3 separate regions of the Sus scrofa genome follow, and all the other regions are linked to region 2. A link is a contact called in public Hi-C and promoter capture Hi-C data. All regions are on one chromosome and are shown on one strand. Each heading gives the region's core, a stretch centred on a gene start, on an enhancer-like site or on the middle of the called end of the contact. The rest is flanking DNA. Distances are from core to core; before and after follow the strand shown.

Evidence for each region. Promoter capture Hi-C pulls out the DNA fragments that hold promoters and counts their contacts. Hi-C and Micro-C count contacts between places; a contact is called where the count stands out from the background.
Region 1: a contact with region 2 is called in a promoter capture Hi-C map of liver, with 2.7 times the contacts expected there. The contact joins the promoter of ZCCHC7 here to the promoter of TOMM5 in region 2. A contact is called at or near these places in 1 of 5 promoter capture datasets (liver), 1 of 47 Hi-C or Micro-C datasets (skeletal muscle) and 1 of 2 datasets of contacts at active chromatin or transcription factors (alveolar macrophages).
Region 3: a contact with region 2 is called in a Hi-C map of liver, with 5 times the contacts expected there. The contact joins the enhancer-like site here to the promoter of TOMM5 in region 2. A contact is called at or near these places in 3 of 5 promoter capture datasets (fetal liver, liver and skeletal muscle), 2 of 47 Hi-C or Micro-C datasets (embryonic fibroblasts and liver) and 2 of 2 datasets of contacts at active chromatin or transcription factors (alveolar macrophages and skeletal muscle).

The regions. Positions count from the first base shown.
Region 1 is chr1:237,819,240-237,821,939 of Sscrofa11.1, forward strand. It overlaps ZCCHC7 (zinc finger CCHC domain-containing protein 7), which reads left to right and starts at 1,436. Exons shown (of 10, transcript XM_021066106.1): 1 at 1,436-1,590.
Region 2 is chr1:238,331,621-238,334,320 of Sscrofa11.1, forward strand. It overlaps TOMM5 (mitochondrial import receptor subunit TOM5 homolog), which reads right to left and starts at 1,446. Exons shown (of 2, transcript XM_003122021.5): 1 at 1,238-1,446. The coding sequence starts at 1,358. LOC102165621 (a long non-coding RNA gene) reads left to right here and starts at 1,565. Exons shown (of 3, transcript XR_301353.3): 1 at 1,565-1,656.
Region 3 is chr1:239,103,235-239,105,934 of Sscrofa11.1, forward strand. No RefSeq gene overlaps it. Among named protein-coding and RNA genes, the nearest start is that of ALDH1B1, 5.2 kb to the right of the region's middle. Within about 2 kb of position 1,312, at least 14 of the 83 cell types and tissues checked have an H3K27ac peak or open chromatin away from gene starts, as enhancers often do. A contact at or near this core is called in fetal liver, liver and skeletal muscle, where this site is marked.

The DNA.
Region 1 (2,700 bases), core at 186-2,685, 510 kb before region 2:
TGTTGGCAAAAATAATCATTAGAGGGGTTCCCGTTGTAGCGCAGTGGTTAACGAATCTGACTAGGAACCATGAGGTTGTGGGTTCGTTCCCTGGCCTTGCTCAGTGGGTTAAGGATCCAGCGTTGCCGTGAGCTGTGGTGTGGGTTGCAGACTCGGCTCGTTGCTGTGGCTCTGGCATAGGCTGGTGGCTGCGGCTCCGTTTGAAACCCTAGCCTGGGAACCTCCATATGCAGTGGGAGCAGCTCAAGAAAAAGCAAAAAGACAAAAAAAAAAAAAAAAAAAAAAAAAAGTCGTTAGAGTTCCTGATGTGGTGCATAGTGTTAAGGATCTAGCCTTGTCTCTGAGGTGGCTAGGGTTTTTGGTGAGGCTAGGGTTTGACCCCAGGCCTGGTGCACTGGGTTATGAATTTGTGCACTGCTGCAGCTGTGGCTCGGATTGGATTGCTGACCTGGGACCTTCCATGTGCCACAGGTGCTGCCACACACACAAAAAATCAATGTCAAGCTTATCTTTCAAGACTATTGTCAGAGTTCTCTGGTGGGCTTGTAGTTAAGGATCCAGCATTATCATGGCTGTGGCTAGGGTTTGATACCTGGCTGGGAACTTTTGCATCCCATGGGTGTGGCCAATCTCCCCTGCCCCCATCTTAAAACTCAAGACTGTTGCCAAGGGCCCACGAATTAATAAAATATTTCCTTATTTGTAAAGTTGTACAGTTATTAAAATATGGTGTGAGAAGAGAAACCAAGCCAGAGGCTCCCAGCACAATCCTCTAGAGGTTTCCAAGGGACCAGTATCGACTTCAGTGTTTAGCATGAGTGCAGCTTTTCAAGGTGCACAAAGACTTAAATCTGTTGCCTTGTATTCTAGGAAAAATAAGAGGCGGAAGCGCCCCAGCGTAAACTAGGTTCAACTTCAACCTTGAGATGTAAGTGACCTGCATAAGGTCACCTAGCTCAAGAAAGAAGTATCTAGAAGGCAACCTTTCTCAAAGAGGCTTCTCCCTTGCTGAGGTTCTCTACGTCCTCCAGCCATGCCGCCAGCTGCACCTGCCCCTTAGCCCTTACCTGGGTCTCGTGGCTCCCGTGCCACGTGGCATAAGGAAGGTGTCTCCTCCTCCCCCAGGTCAGGGAGGAGGCGGAGCCCAAGCTAAACCCCGCCCCGGAGCATCATGGGAGACGTAGTTTTTCTCGCGGGCACAAAAAGGCGCTAGCTTTCTCCGGTTTGGCTCGGTAAGCAGCATTTTTTCCGTGCAAGTCATTCAAACAAGGTGTTTCCCTATTACAGGTGCAGCCTAGACACTTCTGAAAGAAGTCGTGGCGGGGAAGGAGCAGAGCAAGAAAGGCAAACCGAAAAGACTCTCAGCTGGGAAGGGAAGGGGGAGTTTATAGTTGTTACGCATGCGCAAGAAGGCCCGCAGGGTGGGCGGGGACGGAAGACAACTCCTGGGAGAAGTGTTGTCCCCGGAAGTGCCTTCCCTCCTCCCGGGTCGGCGCGGACGCGGTTTCCTTACCTCATCTGTCCTCGCCCCTCCCCGTCCCTTTACGCGTTTTGGTTCCTGGTTGGTGCTTCCTGGTCGCAGCCGCGGCAGTGAGTATGTGTGACGGACCCCGAGCCGTCCACGGGCCGGGGACCCCTGCCTGCCCTCCGCCTCGCCCGCAGGGCCGTGGAACTAGCGCGTGTCCCCTCGCTGGCCTCCGCGTCTCCCGCCTGTCCCTTACTTGTGGCGGTACCCGGCTCCGCTCGTGGCCTCTCAGTCGAGCTCTGTCCCACGCGACTCAGCTGACTGGCTGAGGTGTCTGCTTCTCCTCCCTTCAAGGCCTGAGACTGTGGTTCAGAAAGAGCTTGGGCGCCCATGGCCTCGATGGGGATGGTGTTACTGCCTGCTTTACCCCCACTACCCTCTGAGAGTCCCCTGTCTTTTAGGGAAGCCGGTCAGTCATTTAAACCCGAAGGGAGCTCGGCCCTTGAGGATCCAACAGTCCTGGGCCAACTCCAGCCTCAGCTGTCAGAAGCAGCAGCTCTGGGGGCCAGAAAAATTTGGGCAGATGGCCCTCTTCCCCCATGTAAAACAAGGAGACTTGTTCCTTGATTCCTTTTATCCCTTACATCCAGGGAACCAGCAGTTAACTTCAGCTCTAACAGCTGCGGGTATGTGTAGTAGGGAAACTGGCTGAGTGAGAGCAGGCCGAGTTACAGCCGCGACTCCACTACCGACTCGCGCTGATGACTCTAGAAGTCTTCTCTTGAGGTTGAATTTACCTTTTTTTCAGGTTGCAGGGTTGAATTAGGAGATCTTTTAGGCTCTTTGAATAAATAAGCTTCTTAGATCCCGTTTCTGTCTGTATAAAATGAGAGCGTTCAATTGAATGACTTCGAGGTCCATTCCAAAACTATTGACTCTGTGTTTTGAATATTTAGCTTGTGTGTATATTTTCAGTTTTGTGATTTTGAGCGCAGTGCACTATCGTTTTCAGGAGAATCTGGGGGTGGGGAATGAACTAAGGAAGAAGTGGAAATGAGGATTGTAAAATAGCTCCAAGGGTAAGAGACTGCAGCAAAAGGAAAAGGGGCCTGTGGAAAAGATGAAGTAAGTGTTTTGAGATAGGATTAGTTATCCTATGAAGACTTTATGTCAGAAACAGCTGGATTTTTTCTGAATAAATTTAGCATTATTTTCTCCCACAAAAATCTTGTATC
Region 2 (2,700 bases), core at 196-2,695:
CCTGTTCACCAGGGCTCCCTCTTCCGGGGAAGCACAGTATTACCACAGACAGCGAAGGGGGCAGATTAAGGGGACAAGACTTTAGGGAGTTCTGGCCCTAGGCCCAAAAGGAGCCCTCTACAAGATGACCTTAGTATGACCTTCATTTATTTGAATCGTCTCTTCCTCTTCATCAAGGACCTACTAACATACAGCAAGGAACAAGGAAAAGAACACTGAACTGAAAATGAGACGGAGGGGCAAAGTGCTTCTCAAATTCCTATCAGTAAAACTAGAAAACTGATCTATAAAACTGCATCCAGATCTAATATTGTGTGCTGGTAATTCTGATAATTTGCGTAAGTGCCCTCTAAATGTGGAGTTCTTATTTGCAAAGTGGACAGAGATTTATGTCCTGCCTCTCCCAGGGCTATTGTGAAGATCAGGCAGTGCAAATAGTTTCTATCAAAAATAAAATCGAATAAACTCTCAGGTATTATCATCAGTCCTATTAGGAAGTTTCCACTGTGGCCCAGTGATTAACACATCGGGTTTGTTTCTGTGGAGGCGCGGTTCCAGCCCCGGTCCAGAGCAGTTGTTAAGGATCCGGCTGTTACTGCAGCCGTGGCATAGGCTGCAGCTCTGGCTCAGATTAGATTCCTAGCCGGGTAACTTCCATATGCCTCTGTGTGGCCAAGAGAAAAAAAAATTAATCCTATTAACTCATACTCTTTTTTCGTCATTCTTTTAAAATAGCAATTATTTACTCCGCCCTCCATACAAATAAAAGGAACAAAACCTTTTGGATTTCAGAGGTCAGCAATAATGGAAGGAAACTTGGCAGCGAGTAAAGAATTCTGGATTCTAGGTCAAGATCATTCACCAAATCGCTGAGTGACCTTGAGCCTGCCATTTATCCACTCTAGACACAAGTTTTTCTGTGTGCAAAACGAGGTAGCTGCTCTGGGAGATAACCCTTGAGGCGCTTTCATTTCAAACGGTCGGGCTGGGTGATTACCCTGGACCGTGATTCAACCTCGAGGTCCAGGTCGCCGCGTGCCCTAAAACACTCCAGCCCTCACAAGCAGATCCTAACCGCGTCGCGCATGCGCCCGCTGCCCTCGACGTGCACGTCCCTTGCGCCCAGCGACCGCTTAGTTTAGTTCAAGGCCCCCAAAGGCCAATGGGATCAAAGTTGGAGGGCAGTGTCCGCGAGCTCCCTGTTAGTTTCACGGCCACAGCCTGAAAGGACACTCACTGACTCGCAGCAGGGCCACATAGATGAGGAAGTTCCGTATGGAAGAGATCACATCCTCACGCATCTTCCGTTTCATCTCCTCAGGGTCCAGCTTCGGCGCGAGGCCCTCGATCCGGAACATCGCGGCTCTGCCTCACCAATTCCAGTGGTCGCGCTCTGCAATTCTCAGCTTCCGTGTGGCGCCCGGAACTCGACCCAATCCCATTTCCTGTTCCCGCCCCTCGTTTTCGACTCCTGCGACGGGAGCCTGCGAAGGACAAAATTCATCCTTACATTGACTTGTTCTGAAGGAGGGCGGCCTGAAGGGGGCACACGCCATCTTAGCGACGCGCGACTCGGGTTCCTGCAGGCTCCTGTCTTGAGCCCCGCGCGTGGAGCGGCAAAGTGGTTTTGCGCCTCGGAGGGGGAGGTGCACTTAGGTACCATCTTAAATAATAATAGTTAGCATTTATTAAATACGCAGTACATTTCTACTCATGAATTCGATATTATTATTTTCATTTTCTAGATAAGAAAATTAAAGCACAGAGATCTTTAAAACAACTTGCCCAGATAGTGTTTAAAATACCTCAGGGGGAAAAAAAAGGGTTGGGAAAGAGAGATGAAAGGATATTAGCAAAATATTGAAAATAACTTAGGTGGTGATTAGTGTATCATTTCAGTTAATTATTCCAGTCTTTTATTATGAATAATTTTGAACTTTTTAATGATGAGCTAAAATAAAAAGACAAAGATGATGACATTTGCTCAAGGTACACAACTAGTCAATTCTGAGCAGGGTTGTGTACCTAGTTAGACCAGTAGGGTCCCAGACACATAGTTTTTAACATTTTACGTTTTATTATTGTCATCTCATTTTCAGTGTTAACTGATCATCACAAATTACAGTATTGGCCCAGTGATACAGTGTATATAAATCAAGTTTAGATCTGTTCAACATTCTACAGATAAGGACAGAGAGGTTTAGAAACCCAGTGTAATTCCTAAAGTCTTTCTACTAATGATGGGCAGAGGCAGGGTTCTAATGCAAATAATTATAATATTAAATTGAATTCTCTTTCCCCTGCACCCTTTTGTTCCTCTGTTAGTCTTTATTAGCTATTAGTGCCTGCTTGGATGGGCATCTCTGGAAGCAGAAGGTAGGAATTTAATGCAACCAGATTTCCTGTCACGGAATGATCAAAACAGTTGTTAGAAGGCTGCTGCCCCAAATTATGCATGCCAACTAGCCATATATAATTCTCAGACACGAACCAGATGACTGACTTGCTCACATAATTCAAGACCAGAATGCTCCTTCTAGACTGTACATTGCATAGCAACAATGGATTTTAGATAAATTTGAACAGTAATTTACTATGGAAGCAACAGATAACTCTTAAATCTTGCTCTTCCCCCCCCCCCAACCCCCTGCCTTCCTGATTGACAGAATGTAACACATTGAGTCAAGAAAGGGAACTCAT
Region 3 (2,700 bases), core at 62-2,561, 770 kb after region 2:
GACCAGTATGCTTGAGGATCATTTATCACCTTCATAGACTGCTTACCTCTGGGTTTCTTTTACTTTTTTAGAGAAATAACTTGCATTTTGTGTAAGTCATTGTTATTGGAATTTCTGTCACTCAAAGCTAAACCTAATCTTCACTCATTGTCATAGGATCTGATGAAATTAGATCTCATGGTTCTCTCTAACCAAGGCACCTGCCTGTCTTAAAGTCTTTCTGTGCCTTCTCAGGATAATACTGAAACTCCTCAACATGACACTTAAGGCCCATTGTGATCTACCCCTCACACTTCTCCAGCCTTTGCTCTCTCGCTGCTCCCCCCCACAGCGCCCCCCCCCCCCAGCCCATCATACCCCCAGGTGCCGGCCAGCAGGAGCTAATCACAGCTTCCCAAGCCACCCAAGTCATCACTCATCTCTGGCCTTTAGCACATGCAACTCTGTCTTCCAGGAATGCCATCTCTCCCCCGACCCTTTTCAGGTTTCAAGTATCACCTCCTCAAGGGGAGTCTCTCCAGACCTTCCCAGCCTTTGTTTTTGTGCTGTTTCTTATTTCTCTGGGCCCCACGGGGCTTTCTCACACCGGGTGAGAGAAGCACACCAATGTCCATGTCTGTCTGGCTCCCCAGTCTGTGAACGGCCTGCGGACGAGGCTGGTGTCTGGTTCGTCTCTGCACTGCCAGGGCCTCTGGGACAGGGCCATCAGTAACAGGAGCTGAGAGACGGAGGGATGATGGTTGGCAAATGTTTGCCAATGTGGAAATTGCTGGGCCTGGCGAGAGCTGTGCTGAGGAAATAGTCTTCCAAGCAGAAAGAACTGACTGGAGACAGAGGTGAAAGTCAAGGGCGTGCTCAGCAGCTGCTCATCCCTGCTGCCCTACTCTGGTGACCTAGGAGTCAGACACTGCTGGATTCAAGAGGCCCTGGTGTGTTTGTTGGCAGATCTGCACTATGTGTCATTAACGACAGGGCAGCATATAAAGTTCACTTAATTGGCAAATACGTAAAGACACACTTGGCCCCTACCAGCTCTTTGTACTTCAACCCTTGCCTCTTTATGGCCCAGAACCAGTGAAGATAATAGGATGGGAAAGTCAGTTGACTGGGTTTCATAAGTAGTCTGCATTTGGAGTCCAAAGGTTGTGGTCCAAGGACACTGCTGACAATGAACATTATGTAGCAGCTTTACTAGAACTTTCTGGGGCCCTGATCCCCTGGTAGCCCGTCTATCTCCTATCCCCTCTTTTATAAAGTGGAGAAGGCTGAAGCCAAGAGAGAGGAAGTAGCCCAAGATCACAAGGAGGGGCTGGCACAGGGACAAGGAACCAGCCTCTCATTCCAACCCCTATGCCCTTTGCACAACCCCCGCCTGGGTCTGTGATTGCTGTCCAAAGATTAACTGGATTTAGAAAGACATGAACCCCTTGGGCCCATTCAGGAGGGTCATGAAGGGACAGATGCATTATGGAGCATTTGAACCAAGAGGACACATCCTACTAATGTAACACAATCCTTTCTTATTTTTTTCTAACCATTTATTTTGGTCAAGTTTAAATATACACAAAAATAGAGAGTCTAATGAATCCCCTGTGCCTGGCAGCAGCCAGCTTAATAATTACCAACACCTGCTGTTCTTGGTAACATAACGCAGAAGAGTCTTTCCCCCAGGAAACTAGAGGACACACATGCTACAACCAGTATGGTCTTTTCAAATTGCAAACAGGGTCCTGTTAACTCGCTTCCTTCTTCCTCAAAACTCTAGTAGGATCCTCTGTGGTCAAAAGGCAGACAGAGCTGGGCCCCTACTCTGCCCTAGCCACCTATCTCAGGACTTCTTTTAAGTGGGAGACAGATACACCTCTCTCTTGATGAAGCTATTTTTATTCGGTGTTTCTCTTATGTCAGTAGTTTAAAAGTATGGTACATATGAGAATCAGTAGAGGAATTTAAAACAAAACGAAACAGCATTCTCACCCAGACCTCCGGACCTTCAGCCTCTTCCAGGAGCTTTCACCCCTTTGCACTTTCTGCTTCTGTCCCACTTATCTTCTCCCAGTTTTTTTTTTTTTTTCTTTTTTCTTTTTAGGGCTGCACCCATGACATATGGAGGTTCCCAGGCTAGGGGTCGAATCGGAGCTGTAACTGCTGCTGGCTTACTCATAGCCACAGCAATGCCAGATCCAAGCCACATCTACAACCTACACCACGGCTCAGGGCAACGCCGGATCCTTAACCCACTGAGCGAGGCCAGGGATTGAACCCGAGTCCTCATGGATAGTAGTCAGATTTATTTTTCTGCTGTGCTGCAACAGGAACTCCTTCTCCCAGCTCTTTGACTGCACTTTGACCCCTCCCACCTCCAGGCCTGGGCACATGCCTGTGCCTATTACCTGCAACTGGAACCTGCTTCTTCATTCAGTTGGGCCCTACCTGTCTTTCAGAGGGCATCCTCTGCTCTTGCTGCTCAGAGTGTGGGCTTGGCACGAGCTGCACTGGCATCACTGGCAACTTGTTAGACATGCAGAATAGAAAACATTTATAGTTAACAAGGTTCAACAAGGTCCCCCCAAAAAGTAGAAGGTTATGATGGGCAGTTCTGACTCAAAAATATGACTGGGGTGAAGGCAGGAGAGGAGGGTATTGTTTTCAGGGGAAAGGAATGCTGGGAAGACAAAAGAAACAGCAAATGATTATGGT